Linked DNA regions of Anser cygnoides: region 1 is linked to region 2. A link is a contact called in public Hi-C data. All regions are on one chromosome and are shown on one strand. Each heading gives the region's core, a stretch centred on a gene start, on an enhancer-like site or on the middle of the called end of the contact. The rest is flanking DNA. Distances are from core to core; before and after follow the strand shown.

Evidence for each region. A called contact is a pair of places that touch in the nucleus more often than the background predicts.
Region 1: a contact with region 2 is called in a Hi-C map of granulosa cells, with 2.5 times the contacts expected there. The contact joins two enhancer-like sites. A contact is called at or near these places in 2 of 7 Hi-C or Micro-C datasets (granulosa cells and liver).

The regions. Positions count from the first base shown.
Region 1 is chr1:200,983,073-200,988,105 of Taihu_goose_T2T_genome, forward strand. MED17 (mediator complex subunit 17) reads right to left here. Exons shown (of 12, transcript XM_048076505.2): 4 at 4,935-5,033; 5 at 4,742-4,826; 6 at 3,500-3,652; 7 at 2,812-2,942; 8 at 1,623-1,807; 9 at 945-1,082. Among named protein-coding and RNA genes, the nearest start is that of MED17, 7.5 kb to the right of the region's middle. Within about 2 kb of position 2,674, at least 1 of the 3 cell types and tissues checked has open chromatin away from gene starts, as enhancers often do.
Region 2 is chr1:200,879,626-200,884,237 of Taihu_goose_T2T_genome, forward strand. HEPHL1 (hephaestin like 1) reads right to left here. Exons shown (of 20, transcript XM_048076520.2): 12 at 4,424-4,612; 13 at 3,107-3,246; 14 at 2,150-2,290. Among named protein-coding and RNA genes, the nearest start is that of PANX1, 9.8 kb to the left of the region's middle. Within about 2 kb of position 1,671, at least 1 of the 3 cell types and tissues checked has open chromatin away from gene starts, as enhancers often do.

The sequences.
Region 1 (5,033 bases), core at 1,424-3,923, 100 kb after region 2:
CAGGAAGCTTGCTCTAGAACACAGAATCCCTCCCATTAATTTATAGGAACTCTAACATGAGGATGGTGCAAAGCCCATAGAATACAGCAGCAACTCAAAATATCTCAATTTCATCATTCACCTCAACACCTTCCTCTATACTGCAGGGCATGGCATGCTCCCAGAGCCAGTCCACTGCTTGTTCAGGTCAAGGAACCTCCTGAGGTGCCTCACAGCTCCCTCCCAAGCTTCCTTCCAGAGGTGCATGGGAAAATGATGGTTACTGTTCTACCTAAGTCTTGAGCAGCAGGTGTCTCTGGAACCGAGACTGCAAATTGTACCAGTGACCACAACCTGCTCCGCGGCGTGGAAGCAGCCAGAAAGGACTGCTCAAAATGGGAAAATGGTGCTAAAGCAACTAGTCCGTCCACTTGTCCATATAGTTAATTTGCCGCTGGTCAGCATGTAGACATTCATTTCTGGAACATGATGTCTCATATTTCAATGTCAACGTAATAACAGCATAAATGAGCTTCACATTTCAGTTCCTATGTAACCAAGCTAGGACTGAGCAGCAACCAGCTCTCCATGACCAAACTGGAAGTTTAGAATCCAGCACATACAGAAATACTTCATACTCAGCTATCTCCATCTGAACTAAATCCTCCTCAATGACCACTTCCTGTTTCAATTCCTCCCTTGAAAGAAACTCTGCTTAATAAGTTAACAATTTACTAGTTTCTTCATTAAATGCATTGTAAAGTGGGTGAGAGCTTTCTTATGGTGGTTGCTCCTTCCCACCATGCAGAAAAATAAATTACTTCTATATCAAAAACGGTTTTCTAGTTTTCTGTCTTAAGACAAATTCGGTTTTCTGTCTTAAACCTGTAAAGCAGAACTTGAATACTCCCTGCCATTGCAGCATCAATTTACAACTAGAAAGATTCAAACATTTTCATACTTACTTGCATATCTGTTCATATCCTTGAGAAGTTATTAGAACTTTAACACTGGATTCATAAACATCATTTATGTTTGACCAGTGGGCCTGAATCTGAGGATCCTCAATACGGCTAGCCAGACTGTCAATGGTTCGAGCAGTTCTAGAAGAGAGAGACACATTCCACCCAAAATAATCTTGCCAGTTCATGTTTTTTTTTTTTTTTTTTTTTTTTTAAAAAAAGGAAGTGTGTAGATTATGAGTTTGGTTTTCTTTGTGCCACACAAAAAGCTTGCCAGTTTTACAGAGCCATGCAGATGAAAGTTCTATTTCAGCACCATTCAGGTACAAATGAAGCACACTTGTTTACGCAATTTCACACATATTCTGCAGAAATACGGAAGTGGTATTACTCAGTATCAGCTACTGCACAGCAAAGAATACTAAAAAGGATTTATACAGTATAGGGAAAGTAGAGACAACTATCAGCAGTCTACATTACAGCTGTCACAGATCTCAGAGATCTGTTTTTTTTTTTAACTAGTTAAGTGTTGTTTACTCATACTTGATATGTTATTTGTTCTTAGTACTTCAAAATAAAGAATCAAGAAGTAGCTAGTTTTAAGAACACTGAAAAAAGATCAGTTGTGTTTTACATAGATATACTTTATCACAACTTTAACAAGAATAGCCTGTGACCTACCTGCGTCTCAGAAAAATGTGTTTTGCCTGCTTTATTATCTTCTCCAAAAGTCCTTCGTTTGACTGTAAAGCACTGATTTCATTTTTATCAAAAGCCTGGGGTCCTGCTAGTCTCATTCTCTTATGGCCGAAAGGTGCACTAGCTGGATGTGGCATCACTGTTGAGCTCAGGGTTTGCTTGTGACACTGCAAACAAACAACAGCTGTTGTAAGAGAAAGTGCAACTGCAAGAAGCAGTATGTATACTACAACATTCTGTTTCACACTGAGTCTTAGAAGTGTACATACTTTCACAAAGTGTACCTTTTCTGACTTCATAAGCTTGACAGCGGTTTACATAAAAACAGCTTTCTAATCACACTTTGCCTCCCTGTTTAGGCACGTCTTTCAAACCTTGATGAAAGGAGAAACTGATTTAAAACAAAAAAGTTACCAGCTAAGAAAAATTTGGTAGTATAGCAGTAGCTCCCACTAACAAGTCTGCAGTCTAAAACTAAAGGAAGCATTTTAGAGATGAAAACTGAGGTACAAAAAATTTTAAAATCATGAAACAAAATTCACAACAGAGCTGGGCACTAAGCCAAAGCTTCAAGTCCCTTAGCTCAGTGTTTAAAAACACTGGACAGTTCCGCATAATTTCATCTCTTGTGAAGCCATGCTCTAAGGATATGAACACTCTCAGGAACATGGTTTCACAACTACTTAGATACCTGCAATTTGTCTGATTTGTTCAGGAGGGGAGCACATCTCAACCTCCTACCCCAGGTCCTTCCACTTGATTACATGAGAATCTAAAACACTGAAGCAAGCAGTGGACCTCAAACAAAGCAAAGTTACTATAGTAATTGATTCTTCTTTCCTAACGGGAGTCCCGTCAGAACCAATGCTCAATTCCGGTACTTGACAAACACTCAGACTCAAAGGAAAAAGGGAGCTGTACTGCAAAGACCTCGCACAGCTTTTCTGAAGCAAGCAGCAAGGCCTAAGGTTAACTCCAGAACTACTGTTCCAAGAAAGCATAACTGCAACTCCCCCATCACCCACGCATAGCAGAACTGAGCGGCAGGCTGCCTCACACAAATGGATAGGAGTTTACTGGCCTCTAGTGGCTTTCTGTTGTACTACCTGCGAGCCTGAACAAAAGCCAAAAAAAAACCAAACTCTTCAATACTTGACCATAAACACATTACCTCTCTGATAAGTTGATGCAAATTATGTTCCAGAACATAGAGGTGGTCCTCTGGATTCTGTTTTTCGGCAGCAGACTTTTGTGATTTTTTGTCATTGGAAGAGTGACACAGAGAAATAGACAACTGCAAACCTGCGCAAGCAGATTAAAAAATTAAGGATACTAAAAGTTCTCAAGCCTGCTGCTAAGAACTTCTTATTCTTCACCAACCAACATTCAGCATCTTTTTCTTAAAAAAAGGTTCAAGCAATACAGAAACATTCCCCGTAAGATATAATTAGCTGTATACCCCTTTTTAATCTTAGTTCTTCTGAAAACCCATTAGCTAAGGTCTTAAGTTTCACCTACAAGAAATCCACAGCAGCAATGACACGCACAGCTCCAAACTGCTACGTACACATATCGTTATAGTTGACAACGTTAAATGCTACTGACAAAATAACAAATCAGAAACAAATCATAATCCATACAATAAAATATTTGTAAATTACAAACTGAAATGTATTAGTTCGGTCTTACTATAATTAGAAAGCAAAATTCTTGGAAACTTTTTCAAATTCTTTGAGGAGCAAGATTAACACACTTTTTTTTTTGTTGTTTTGTTTTGCCGTTTTTTTTTTTTTTTTTTTTTTTTTTTTTTAAGTCACATCAAACAGAATTTCAGACTGTATTTAAGCAAATAATCCTACCTGGGAAAGGCTGGGAGATGATCTGGTTTTTCACAACAATGTGAGGAATTTGTGATTTAATTTGAACAGCTTCTCGTGACAGCTGGGCAAAGATTTCTTTACATAAGAGAACGTTCTGTGCAGTCTCCAGTTTTGTCTGCCAGTGTGGAGAACCTTAAAAACATGAATTAATGTTTTCAGAAGAGTAAAGAGAAGCTACCTTTTTTTTTTTTCCCCTCCAGGTATCAGATATTCAGCGGTAGCTGTGAGACGTGGCCTGAATGCAATCATTATAGCAGCAAGGTAGTCATTATCTTCTATCCAAACTGAGTATTTTCCAAAGTTTTATCTGTTAAGCAAGCACTTTTAGATAACACTACTGAATTTTACTTTGTTTTATATGTATATTGAACGTATATATGTACGTATACACATATACGTATATTGTAAATCGCTAGTCCCTTCTGGAACTACCATTATATTCCCAGATCTTCCGTGAATTCTGCTCGTGAACCTCAGTTTCCTAAGTTGCCATTTACTTCTAAAGAAGCTTCTGGCTTTATTTAACTCACTCTGCAAAAACCAACAAAATAATTTTAAATATGTACTTTCAAATTATTTATAGGCCCCAAATTCTTGGAAGATTCTGGTCTATACTGTAGCCTGAATGCTGTATGAAATATCCACATAACATAGCATCATGTCTATGTTCAAAGCAGCACACAGACCACTGTGAAGTAAAATCCTGCCAGAAACAAGTTCTTTCTTTATCCTAAACAACTGAGTTTATAATCCCAAAGGTTTACAGCTACAGATACTGGCGTGTATCAGGTTAACCAAGCTGCTGCCAGTGAGCTGTCAGTAGTTAAGACACGCTGCCCAGCACCTTTCAGATTCAGAGAAAATATGTGAGTCACAGCAACAAATGATTTATTTTGGGCAAAATTAAGAGTGAACAGTCCTTCAGTTCAGTTGAGATAAATGGGCTGTAAGGGGCTGAACCACGGTATCTTGATGTACTTTCAGTTACATGCTCAAGGCACTCCAGTACACTTAAATACAAATTTAGGGATTTTATTTCATAAACTGCATAAACACGTATAAAACATGGAAGGAATACACTTTGAAAATGTCCTGTTTCCAAAGCCCAAGCAGAAAATTTCAGTTTAAGTTAGAATATTTTCGTTCACTCTTCTTTCAAGCTCTGTGCAAGAATTTTCCAGTTTCTTGATAACGTGCTCAGAAAACAACACATAACTATACCTGGTTTTGATTTTGGCATGGGTCTTTTAAAGAGATTTACTGTCCCAAGGTCACCAATGTCTGGAGCTTGTTTCTGAATAGAAACCTACGAGGGGATGAAAAAGAAAAGTGTTTTTTTTTTAATGCTTGTTCTTTGTTGCAAATGTACAATAAACACAAAACCCATGCTAAATTACTAAAGATATTGGCAAACCTTTATATAGGCTGATCCCTCTAAATCACTTGGAATTTGAACATCCAAAGGACAGTAATCCTCAGGTATCTTTTTATCCAGGTCAATATCAGTGTTCTT
Region 2 (4,612 bases), core at 421-2,920:
TGGAAGCATGCAGGAATGGCATGCGGATGTGTTTCTGCATTCCAGGAGGTTGGCAAGGTTCCAGTGGTGTAAACGAAGGCAGATATCACCTGTGAAAGGAGATCTGCAGATGGTGCTGCAACCTGTGGCAAGGGGGAGCAGAGATTCCCTAACCTCTAATTCTAAAAAAAAAAAAAACCACAAATTTGATGGGGAAATTATCTGCTTGGGTGAGAATCAGTTCTCTGTATTGAACATAAACACACCTACACTCAGATGAATTGTCTGTGCTGTGTTTCCCCATTTTTAATTGAATAATTATTTATTTGCTGGTGCTCCAGCAAAAAAAGGCAGGAGGCCAAAAAGTGGTCAACACCTTGTCCTTCCACGTGCTGGACAAATGCTGAAAGACTCTGTCTCTTCCCCAGAATTATTCCAGGGTGACAAAACCCAAGAACACCTGGTAATGTGATACAAGTCAGGGGAAAAAAAGGAAATCCCGGAACTGTTGGCCATGGTCTTGGTACAGCCACAACCCAAAAGCTGCCAATGGCTGTGGACATTGGAGCAAAGCAGAGTTTTCAAGCTTAAATGGCTGTGAATTGTCTGAGCTATCTTTGTGTCACTGAGCCACTGCACAATTTTGGTAGTTCATGCAATAGTGGGTGTTACGGTGTGGCAATAACTACGAAAAGAAAAGAAAAAAAAAAAAAAACAAAGAAAGAAAAAAGAAAAAAAAAAGATGACGCTCAAATATCATATTATATAGCATGAGTCTCATGTAAATGATGCAATACCACTTAATCTTACAAGCACCTTCTGTACATTACAGCGTGGGTTTATTGACTTTGCAGAGTTCAAAAAGGCTTTTACAGCACAAGACTACAGTAGTAGGACAGAAAACACCACCAAGAAACCTATCAATCTCAGACGCATTCTTGCCCTGGAGACATACACCAAGGAAGAATTTGTCATCCACCTTTATCTAACCTACGCGCCATCTTCCCTTTTTTTGAAGGGCTGATGTGAGAAGAGAGCCAGGCCATGGTCCTGTGCAACTTCCTTGTTCCTTACTCCTCCCTTTGGGATATTTGGAGGCTGTAGGGAGAGAGATCTCCACTCTACTTCAAACCCAAGGTACTTCAGATGGCATCAATGTTCCATGTTTGAAGCGCAAGTGAAGTGTGTCCCATGAAAGGACTGATAAAAAAGATGAAAATGGATGTTTTCTCCCTTTTTTTCTCCTGGTTAAATAGAGGAGTAGAGGGGACAAAAAGAGGGGAGGGGACAAAGCTGTGGCAGCTGAGAACTATTTGTGGCTTAGGCAGCCAGGGATCTACTCCCTGCATGTCTTTACCATACCCTACACAGTCTTGTTAGGAGCTGGCAGCACTTTGGGGAGCACAAGGGTAGCAGGACATCAATCTGATCGATGACAGCTTCGGGATTTAGTAGGACTGGACGGGATCTGGTGAGCTGGGCCCAGGGTGAGCAGTGAGCATGGCCTGGGGGAGCCAGCGAGGGCCTCTAGGTGCTGGGGGGAGTGAAGTGCCCAGGCATTATTCTGGTTTTGAGGGATTTGTTCTCCTTGTTGACCGCTGCTTCCAAACACCTAAGGAGTACATCCTTAGATCTTGCTTAGTCTTTTCCCCTGGCTTCGTGGACACCTTCCCTAGCTCATGCCAAGCCTGCTCCCGTGTGGGCACAGGAGACATTACAGCAGCGAACCCAGCATTGCACCTCAACCATCGACAGATGGGGTGTACAGTGAGGAAGAGGCAGAATTAACGTTGCTGACTGCAACTCTCCCCAAGTTCCCAGTTTTAAAACTTTGTTTGAGCATCAGTCTGGAGCTAAAAGCTGGTTTAGGCTTCACCTGGCCATGATTATGGGCCTGCTTCTGCATTTTTGGAGGTTGTCCAGTGATACTACATTCCTGCTTCTACCCCTGATAGGAACAAAGGCTCGTTCTTTGCCCCAACATGCTCACTTGGTCAAGAACCTACATGCACAACAACACAGAGAATCATATCTGAATAAATGTTGAGCGTGTTATGCCTGGGAGAACATATAGGTATGAATAAGCTTGAAAGAGGGATCATTCCTGCGTTAAAATGCTTTTATATACGGCGTTTGTAGCTCAAAGAAAAAAAAATATGAGCAGCCTTACCTGGGAGGGTAATTGGTGTCTCAGGTTGTTCTTCACAACCCACTTCTTCTACACCGTGTGCACTCACTGAATAAGGCCTGCTGGCTTTGTTCTTAAACACGATCAGCACAGAGTCACCAACCTCGGCATGGAGTAATGGCCCTAAATTAAAGCAGAAGACGCCAGTGATTAATGCTGCTCTTCTGAATTTCAACAATCTTCCAATGGCTTGGCCTCGGAAAGGAGCCATGGGCTCTCAAAACCTTTAGGCTTCTCTCTCCTTTCAACAAAGCAATCAAAACCAATCTGCTATCTCAGCTGATGAAAAATTACGTATATGTACATAATTTTTTTTCTTTTTTTTGCCAGTCAGAATAATATCACTCTGGAAATAGGTCTCTGGACAGCTTGTTTTTCAGGAAAAATTTTGTTCATAACTTTCAAAATTGTGTTTCCTAAAGTGGTAATAGCTTTTTTTTTTTTTTTTTCCTAGAGCATTAAAATATTTTTTTTCAGTATTGTACTAGGGAGTATTGACTATTTTATGTTCAGTTTTTGCCTACTTCTCATCCCATGAAAAACAGGAGCTGATGCTTATTTTATGACATATAAAATTTTGTCTTGTCCAATTTCAGGTACTAATCTAGTCCCTTAATATTGAATTAATCTACCTACAAAAGCTTCCCCCATAATACATGCTTTGATGTTAAGGTGAATCCTGGAATTTAGATTTTTGCATCCTCCCTGTTAGTTCTCCTTCAGAAACTCCTTATTACATGCTTGGGAATAAATCATCTCATTTGGAAAGCATCTTTACACTCAGCAGTTATACAGACTGGTTGTAAAATCACTGATCGCCCAGAATAGGCATCAATGTTACCTCTTTTCTTTGTTAACAAAGCTGTAAAATCTCTTTTATTTTGGAAATCAACCCTCTCATTTATTATGCTCAGTCTGTGAGCCATGAGAGCTACTTGCCCAGGATTTCCAGGTGTTCCTCCTCCTCTGTCCGCACTTTGTGCTGTGTAAAATTGCCATTCGTGTACTCCCTGTAAACCACCTTCTTGTATTTTGTACCTATTAGGTCTTCCCCTTGGCTCAGAAAAATGTGCCCGTAACTGCAAAATAAAAAGGCAAAAATTAAAAGTGCTAAAACTTACGTATCTAAAAGCTGGTAAATGTTGTGTTATTCATAGTAGGTGTGACAAGAATATACAGCTTGGTCCAGCGTGGTGATTGAGGGGAAGCCCTATGTGCTGCAAGAGGTTTTGTACAGCAAGTAATAACAGTGATAATCCTCAGTAAATGCACGCTGTCTTCAAACAAGTACAACCGGGGATATATTGTACTCACCACAAACATTTAGGGACACAAATCCTTCAGCAGAGCTGACAAACCAGAAAAGAAGTTCAAGCTACGTGTGGCTTTGGCCTCTCACCCCAGTGCTTCCTCCACCCCAACAAAAGACACAATCTTTCCCTGCAGACCTGGATCCTGGTACCACGATGCCTTCTTTCACTGGCTCGGATATTAGTCTTATCACGGATATTATGGGCCAGCAGAGGACACTCGCATCCTCTCCTCTGAGCTTGCTGCCTCCTGGCTTCCCTTCTCCAAGCTCCCTCTGGCAGCAGAGTTACAAGGCTGGCTCACAACATAAAAAATACAGGCAACAAGTGCCCACTTGCGTGGCTCACTCTAGTGAAATACTGTGCATACAGCAGCAGCCTTTTGACAGTGATGTTTTTTGACAGTTAATATTTTCTTTAGGCACTCCTCTGTATCTTCAGGTATATTTTCTGCTGACTCCACCGTACTCATGCTTTTCTACAGGGTGCAGCTTCCCAGCCACAATTTCCAGGTTTGTTTTTGGTTTTGTTTTTTTAAATATGTTCTTTTCTCCTTCATTTATGTATTTATCCACTTATTCATTTATTTCACCAAAACAGTGGTCTGTCTCAAAGACCACTGGATCACGTGTCTTCTGCACGCTTTCTGTTCCTTAGCACAGAGCAGTGTAGATGTGGCTCACTCAAGGCTGTTACCACACATGGATTTAGGGACTCGGAAGCCTTCCTTGGTTCAACAGCATGATGAGACACTTAGAGACAAAAACATTTGCATATGCTGCCTAGGAATCAGTCTGCTCTGAGAGGTTATCATTTAATAAATGTTTACCTCTTAAAGAGTGCCTCCTAAGAAGTACTAGGCTGGCTTCATGAAAGGAGACATCTACACTCCTCCTTCACCATAAGTGGGCCCCACACCCAGCAGCCTTTTTTTTGCTTTGCGTACCTTTCCTCATTGCTGCTGATGTTGTAAATCTTTGGTTCTGAGCTCTTATTTGAGGCATAGTCCCACTCCACCTCCTCTGCAGCGATGTAGAAGATCCTCATGGTGTTGTGCTGCTGCTGGGCTCGGGTGGCATTGCGGCAGCTGCTGACCTCGTAGAGGTGTTTCATCCCCCCGACAAAGTGATCAAAA